Regions from separate parts of the Rattus norvegicus genome. Here region 2 is linked to region 1. The links are chromatin contacts, called in public Hi-C maps. All regions are on one chromosome and are shown on one strand. The core of a region is the stretch at or near the end of the contact, and the rest is flanking DNA. Distances in the headings are between cores, read along the strand shown. Region 1 has its middle 65 kb from the start of Id2. Region 2 has its middle 570 kb from the start of Rnf144a.

The links. A called contact is a pair of places that touch in the nucleus more often than the background predicts.
Region 2: a Hi-C map of liver shows a contact between it and region 1, with 5 times the contacts expected there. The contact joins two enhancer-like sites. A contact is called at or near these places in 2 of 12 Hi-C or Micro-C datasets (hepatocytes and liver).

What each region holds. Positions count from the first base shown.
Region 1 is chr6:47,534,199-47,538,513 of GRCr8, reverse strand. No RefSeq gene overlaps it. Among named protein-coding and RNA genes, the nearest start is that of Id2, 65 kb to the right of the region's middle. Within about 2 kb of position 2,088, at least 25 of the 93 cell types and tissues checked have an H3K27ac peak or open chromatin away from gene starts, as enhancers often do. A contact at or near this core is called in liver, where this site is marked.
Region 2 is chr6:48,171,980-48,176,166 of GRCr8, reverse strand. No RefSeq gene overlaps it. Among named protein-coding and RNA genes, the nearest start is that of Rnf144a, 570 kb to the left of the region's middle. Within about 2 kb of position 2,401, at least 4 of the 93 cell types and tissues checked have an H3K27ac peak or open chromatin away from gene starts, as enhancers often do. A contact at or near this core is called in liver, where this site is marked.

The sequences.
Region 1 (4,315 bases), core at 839-3,338:
GGATCAAGTAGAGGGGAAACCCCCAAGATGACCCACGAAGGCTTCCTGGAAGTGACTTTGAAAGCTGGGTGACAGCCATCAGAAGCAGAGCTTAGGAAATACAGAGTTGGAGAAGAAGGTGGCTGTGTCCTACAGCAAAGCCATGAGCCCTTCCCTCCAGGGCCAGCTCCCCTAGGAGGACAGAAAATGACTAGGTATCCTCATAACCCCAGCTATATCTCCTCTCCCAGGGCTGAGGTCTCCATATGTCAGACCAGAAGAGCAAACATAGCAGCCTGTGATATAGTGTCCATGACCGCAGGTGAGACAGGGCATGTGGAATTACACAAAGGCCATCGTCCACACTCTGTCCCTTTTTCCTCATGGGTGGCAGAGAACACTTCCTCCCAGAAGGAAAGTGGAATCAGGTCCTCGCCCTTTCCCACCTCCTCACACTGGTTCCTCAGGAATGAAGCCAGAGTAGAGGATGGCAGGCTTCACCCTTTGTTGCTGAAAAAGCTTCTAAGGATTGCACAGCATCTGCCACAGACTCAAACCTGAAGATCATTGATAATTACAAGAAAAACCCGATAAACTGGAGAACACAGAGACAGCCTCCTTGGGATGATCTTAAATGGGGCCCATGGGGTTTATGAAGCCAAGTGGTTAGCCCCTAGCTTAAGGGGTCAGAACTCAAATGGATCAAAGGGGGACTCTGAAAGGTCCCAGGGGGCACAGTACAGTGGACCTCATATATTTGACCAAATGCTATTCACCACACACAGCCCCAGGACCCCACAGGTGACCTCCATGGATTGGCAGATCAGTGACCTCAGTCACACTTGGCTCACTGTCCTCCGTTATGGGAAGAGGCTCCTTCCCTATGGCTGTAGGGACGGGGAGCAGAGCCAAGTACAGTCAGAGATCCAGGCATAGAAAGGACACTATCCACATGTTGCCCCAGGTCTCAGGGGAACGTCACTAAGGTCAGAATGTCCTGTGACTCGTCAACTATGCAAACCCGCACACACCTCGTGCAGCACTAAGGACTTTGCTCTTCACTGAGAGCCAGCCAGCACTATGACCCTAATCAGCCAGAATCCCCAAACTGGAAAGGAGCCATTCAGAACCACAATGATCCACTAAAGCCTCAGAGACTCCTTTATCCACACTCTTGACCTTCCTCTCTAGGCCCCTTAACCAGCCCTCACTGCTGTCCTTCCCTATCTGGGCTTCCCAGGCGTACTGGGAGCACACTTGGCCTCTCTCAGGCTGTACTTCGGAATTTCAGGTGTCCTGCTCCTGGAACATCAAAGACGGTACTTGTCCTGCCTCCTTAACCCAGTGGCCTATGGAAGTCCAGCCAGCCCAGGGCCTGTAGGTCATACTCCACGAAGCTGGCTTTGATCAGAGACTCCTCGGTCTACCAGCCCCTATGCCCACGTTCACTTCTCAGGCAGGTGCAATGGCTCTGTCGCTGCAGGCAGGTGGCAGCTGAGAACTACAGCGTAGACTCATTGTCCCTGTGCCGTTTTACCAGCCCTGCACCTCCAGGAGCCGCAGCCCATGTGATTACGGGTTAACGGGTTAACCGCTTTAATTTTAGAAGCAACCTCGAACAATGGCGTAGCAGACACTGGCTGTGTGTCTCACGATTCACGTTCTCTCCATACAGGGACAGCAATATTTTTAGGCTCTATTCAAGTAACCCGCCCCGCCTGCAGATGAAATATTAATTAAAGGTTACACTTTCAGCCCTCAGAAAATGATTACACAAGATAGCAATTATATTTTCTGTATATTAAAACTGCACCTTGCTGTGCACAGGAATTAATAATTGCAAACCCAGTTGTTACAGTGGCACCATCAAAGCTGGAAGAGGCGTGCCTGAGAGGGGAGAACAGACCCACAAAGAAAGTGGGTGACTTCAAAGAACAGAATCCCACATTCAGAGCTGGGATTGCTTCTCAAGGTCATTAACGATTCAGGATGTCTGACAGAGTGGCCCAGTTACAGAGTACACGGAGAAACGGAATTTAGAACAGAGTGCAGCTACTGCCTGAATTCTGGTGGTTAGACTGTCTGCAACCTGGCATCCCAGGGACCAGTAAGGCTGTTCTTGGAGCCTCTCCCAAGGGACTTTGAGACTCAAGATAGCCCGTGATCAGTGTTTGGAGGGCCAGCAATTCAAAGCTTCCCAGTTCTCCCACTAAAGAAAAATGGCAGCACATAGACAAGTGGCAGCTGCCTTAATCAAGCACCTACCGCAGCCTCCTCTGTGAAGCAGAAATTTCTATCCCCATTTTGTAAATAAAAGCTAAGACCCAAACAGATTAAATGAGTTGCCCACTGTGACACAGGAAATGTCAGAATTAGGATCCAAACCGATTGTCCCACAAGTCTATAAGTGTCAGGATGCTAAGTTTTTTCAGGGTGGTGTCTCCCACAAGCCACCTAGCATCATGACCAGCACAGAATAAATTTTACTAGTGTGAATGAAAGAATGAATCTCTGAATTAATCGATCATCTGTGCTTGGGAAGTTAAACTCCACAAACCAGCAGAGTAGACTTTTTTCTTTCTACTTCTCTGACTTTTGGTGGGTCCAGGATTCCAGTGAGTAGGTTAGGTGGTGGAGGAATGGGAGTGCCTTTTGTGTACAACAGATAGGCATGAGTACTGCCCCCTAACCCATGGCCTCATTTTTCCCTTCGAGACATTGTCAAACATTCTCCACAAGACAAAATATGGCACTGGTGGCTTGTGTCATGAAACAATTATGGTTTGTTTGACTCTGTGACAATGAGAAAATCAGATAGTTTCTACGAAGCTCCCTAGAGAAGCTCTTAGTGACCATGTCAAATCTCACCCTGACCCTGAGCAGACCCTGAACAGAGGTCCCATGACCCTCTCTGCCCTTCAAGTCTGAGAATTGGTCACACAGAGAAGCCTTATAGCTTTTCATGGAAGACAAGCATTCAGGTCACAAAGGGGTGGATGCATGGGGGAACTGTGGCCCCACTGGAATCTCCAAACATTGTGACCTGGAGGGCTGACTAAATGCGAGGGACAATTTGCTCCTAGAGATTGGAAGAGTGGGGGTACTGTAAAGCCACTCAGCTAGATCCCCTGTGGAGGAGAACGCCCACCTCTGCCCCCAGGCCCAAGCCAGCTCCTAGGAAGACAAAGACCAGCCTAGATAAATGAATTCTTCTAGGCATTCTGGTAGATGCTTCTACAGTGTGGGCAAGCTAAGAGGGTTGAGAGGAAGCCACCCAGGGAATCCAGCAGCTTCTACACAAAGGGTGCCACTCAGACTGAGTTCCTGGACACGGTCTGACAGAGCGCCAGAAGCCCATCGCCCTCACTGCCCATGCTGATGAGGTGTCTGTTTGGCAGCAGCCATCTGCCTACCCAGCATGCAGTGCAGCTGGCACTGGTCTCGGGGCCAGACACAGACGTAGAAAGATGCAAGCTGAGTGCAGTAATGCATTAGAGTCCCGGTCACTTGGCAGCTAACACCAAAGAATTGCCCGACTCCAGCAATCCAAAGATAGCCCCAGTGGCACTGAGACCCTATCTCAAAAACACATTAAAAGCTCACAGACTTCACCCTTGAGAATCACGCAGCACACAGGGAAGAGCAGAGCCACGAATATTGACTTCGTTGTACACTGTGTAGAAACCCGGGCCAACCAGTTTGTGTTGGAGCCTTAACAAGTTACCTCCTCAGAGGGAATGTCCCTGAGGCACCTTCCAATCCAATCCAACAAAACCGTTTTTATCAGATTGCCCTCTGTGCTGAGGACAGCCTAACGGGAAACTTGGATCACACCAAGGCCATGGGCACCGTGGGAAGGGACAGTGGGAAGGAGGGAAGTTCTGAAGTGCCTTGGCAGTCAGAAAGCTCCATAGAACTAGGTCACCGGGCTCTGCTCTGGGGGGTTGATTCATAACTGCCACAGACACATTTAACAAGGGTGTTGTAGAGGGCAGCAGGGGATCCTTGAATTTCCATAGCCAGGCCAGGCCCCAGGAACCCAGCTCTGCGTCAAGCTGAGGCCCTTTCCCCATTGCAGACATTGCATGACTAGAACCCTACTAAAGGTTCCAGACCCAGGGAGGCAGCCTCTAGGGAATCTTTTAACTTCATAGAGATTGAGCCTCTCACAGTGGAGGGGACCAAGATGGCCGGTCTAACGCATCGTGCCTCTGTAAGGCTATTTGGGTTTCTTTCAACATTTCATTTCTTGCTTGTAAGTAGGGAAACCAAACTGCCCAGATCAAAACCTCTGTGTTTCTCAAATCCCACCGTCTTCATTAAGCAAAGGAACCCC
Region 2 (4,187 bases), core at 1,152-3,651, 640 kb before region 1:
TAATGCAGACATTCCCTTGTCTGGATGACTATGCTCCCAGAGCTTTCATGATCAGGCTCCAACTCACAATGCCTGAGGCTGAGAGTGATCCTGAAGATAGGACCCTTTAAGGAAACAAAAGATGGAGAATGGTCCTATTGGGAAAGAGCTTCCTTTGCAAGCATGAAGATCAGAGTTTGGTTCTCAGTACCCATATAACACTGAAACAGCCAGTACAGTAGTACACACTTATAATGCCTACAATCAGGAAATAGAAGGATTCATAGGGTCTCCATGGCCAGCCAGTCTAATCTAATCAGTTAGCTTCAAGCCAGTAAGAGACCTTGTCTCAAATAAGAGGAATGGTACCTTAGGAACAATACCTGAGGTTGTCCTCTAAGTCTCTATACACACACATGTACTTGTGTTTGCAACCATGAGTGAACACACATAAAAACATGTCATCGCACATAAACTCAGAAGTAAAATGAGTTTCATAGAATATACCTGAATCCATTGTGCCTGCACTTATAATCAGAGGACATGAGAATGTAGACTTCCAGAGAGAAGACCGTGTAAAGACAGCTAGAAACCAAGGAGACTAGCTCCAGAAGCAGCCCTGCCCACGCTGGATAATGGACTTCCAGCTTCTAGAAATATGTAAAAATCAATGTTTGTTGTTTCTGATGCAAAGTAGACCTTCCAAACAGAACTGAAGCTTTACTCCCACATCACTGAAGGACCAAGGTGATGACATCATCACATGCTTGTACAAGCTTGCTAGCCCCAGCAAGCACAGTGCTAGACACAAGTGAACATGAGACCCTGGAGGCCAAAGATGATCCAGTGGGGTGCAAAACCAGGATCAGAGCAAATGAGGGGAGTCAGAAGATGGCCTGACGGCAGTGTTAGGCAGTAAGTGGCTCCCCAATGGTGGATGTGTATTTGTGTCTGCTCTGGAACGTTGATATTAGGCTAGACCTCGGATAACAAAGCCCTGGAGATTGAGGCTAAACACCAAGAATTTATTTTAAAAAAAAAGTTTTTCATGATTCAAATATGCAACCAGAAAATGACTTACAGAGAGGGTGAGACCTCATCACAGCACCTCAGCGTGGGTAACTTCCTCTCCCCTTTTGGCCTCTACAACGTGAACACCACATAGTGGCCTCTGCTTGCTCTGAACTTAGCCTGATGAACCACACAAAAACATGACCACTTGTTATGGGCAAAGAAAAATCTCTTGTTGTCATTCCGGTGTAGTTCTTTGTTTCCGGTTTAAGATAAAAGTAAAAAAAAAAAAAAGTAAGTTAAATAAAATTTCAAACACAGAATAAATGATGTAAGGACATCATCAGCACATAAAATAAATGACTCGGGTGGGTGTATCGGGGTCTTATTTGTATCTATGATTAAATTCATGCTGACTTTAACTCTTTAAGTCAGAAGTGACTTTTCGCTAGTTCTTCAGATGTCTGTCACCTTTTCTTTATAGGCTCTTTCAAAATATCCTTAAATTAAAAAATGACTGCAAAGCAGCACGAATCATTAAAATGATGTCTGCTGCACACTGCATGGAGAAGGGTTTAATGCATCCCTGTATTTTTATTCCTAACAACAGCAGGGGTTTATGTGCTAGCTTAGCACCACCTGCTTCACAGGGCACTGTACACTTTTTGTCTGTAAGAAAATGTCAAAAGGGGGAGCTAGTTAGCTAATTGATTAGAGATTGGGGCTTAAAGTTTGCAGGCAGAAGAGGCTTTCAGAGGTCATGTAAAACCCCAGGAATGCTTTTTATCCCATTCCCCTCCCCCACCCCTGTAAGGCAGTTCATTTCAGCCCTCTCCTTCCTCTCCCATAAGCCCAGCATAGAAGCCGATTTACAGTTTGACAACAAAACAGAAGTGGATTTTAGCTATGCAGCTCACAGAAGCTGAGCCACCAATGGAAAACGATTGTTGAGCTCCAGTCCTTGCAGTTTGGAGCCGTAAGAGTACAAAGGTGAAGGAAACAAACTGCGGCAGAGGCCTGTGGGGCTGCTTTGAGTCAAGGGCTTCAGCAGCACTGCAGAAGCAGGTTTCTAACACCTTTCAGGGCAGCTCTGCACTTACGCTAATGTGTGCTATTTCATGCGATGAGACTCAATGTGTCAAACGCAAGGCACGTTGTGGTGAGAGGTGAGCATTGCCAAGCCCTCCCTCTGCTTTAGATTCTCTGGACCCCGTTCTCCTCTCCCAGCATTGCTTAAACCACTTCACTTTCACCCTTTTCTGCTCAAGCTATTATTTTGGAACCAAAGATCAAACAAAGTTGTTTTTGTGATCCTTTTTCCTGTTTGCTTTATCATTTTCTCCCTCAGTTAGAAACTCAGTTCCCGCCCACACTCACACCTGTGCAAGGCTGCCCTGAGACACAGCATGGGACCAGCCAAGCTCAGACTCTTGAGCAAACATCCCCCAAAGGGACCAGTAGCCTGTGTGCGTGCATGTGTGTGACTGTCTGTTTGTTTCTATGAAACATTAACAGAATTTACTAATGACTTATAATACATATGTGTATTCCCACCCTCCAGCACCCTCAAGAAATGCCAAGTCTTTAATAGGAGGCACATGATGTTAGGAATTCTAGGGGATCAGCTCTTATTCTTGTGTATAAATATGTGTGCACTTATAGACATACTTGATATACATACAGTAGTTTACCGTTTAAAAAATATTTCAATGCATTTCATCATTTGATCTGGAGAAGGGAATAAAATAGAACAGTCAACCCACCACCACATTGCTTCCTTCACATAGAATACTCTCAAACTGTAGGGCAGTACATGAGTGCGGTACAGTGTTTGTGTGTGTGTGTGTGTGTGTGTGTGTGTGTGTGTGTGTGTGTGTGAGAGAGAGAGAGAGAGAGAGAGAGAGAGAGAGAGAGAGAGAGGGAGGGAGGGAGAGAGAGAGAGAGAGAGAGAGAGAGAGAGAGAGAGAATTCCTACATGCATGTTTGGTTTGGCACAGTTAAAAATCAAAGGTCAAGACTCTAAACTAACCAGATGTAAGAGCTATGTTCAATGATACACAACCGTGATCTCAGCATTCAAAAGACAGAGGCAGGGGGATTATTGCAAATCTAAGGCCAGTGGTTTACATGATAAGTAGTTCCAGGCCAGCTAGGGCATCATAGAAAGTCTTCATAAAAGGTTCCTTTCCTTTCCTTTCCTTTCCTTTCCTTTCCTTTCCTTTCCTTTCCTTTCCTTTCCTTTCTTTTCCTTTCTTTTCCTTGCCTTCCTTCCTTTTTTTGTTCTTTTCTTTCTTCACTCATTTTTGTCCTGAGCAAAGATCTCATATAAGCCAGGCTGGCTGTCAATTCAATGATGACTTTAAACCTCTCACCTTCCTGTCCCCATAGCCAATAAGCTAGGATTACAAACTTACACCCGTATGCCCAGTTTTTGTAATTCTGAGGACCTAACCCAGGGCATTGCATATGATAGCCAAGTACTCTTTGAGTTATAGCTCCAGCCTCTCCCCGCAAAAAACTCATCCTGACACTTATAACAGATTTCAAAGACTTGATGCCACCCTGCTTGACCATTATATGGCTAGATAGTTGGTTGGGGCTTGAGGCATTGGTGGACAGAATTGTTAGGGATATCCTGGTCTACAGTGAGTTGCCTTAAGTTCAGGTATCTTCTGGAAAGACGCACATTCATGATTATTCATGTACAAGTTTAAGGATGGGAAGTATTGAATGGCTGATCCTCTCAAGCCAGCTTGGATCCTTTTTAGAAGGAATGTTTGAGATCTCTAAGTGGCCAATAAAATAAACCAGGGTGTCTTGAGCCTTCTTGAAGCTGAACTCTTCCTCTGGCCCTCATCTCTTACTCTTCTCATGAATGCCATCCTTATGCTATCTATAGCACACAGCCTTCCTAAAACCCCACAGGCATTCCATGGAGCCTGCTGAGGTATTTGCCTTGATATGGCCTATACATGCTAGACAAGTACTCTACCAACTAAAAAGAGGGACACCTGCACAGGATCAGAGGAAACTTGAGAACACATCATGAAGGCAGTATGTAGAGATGGCTGTACCAATATTCACAGCATACCAGGAAGCTGAGAGAACCCTGAGGTCATCTTGTACAGTAGCAGTCCCATAGAGGACTACAGAATTATTCATATTTTTCATTAAGATTTTGGGTGGGATGCGTTCCT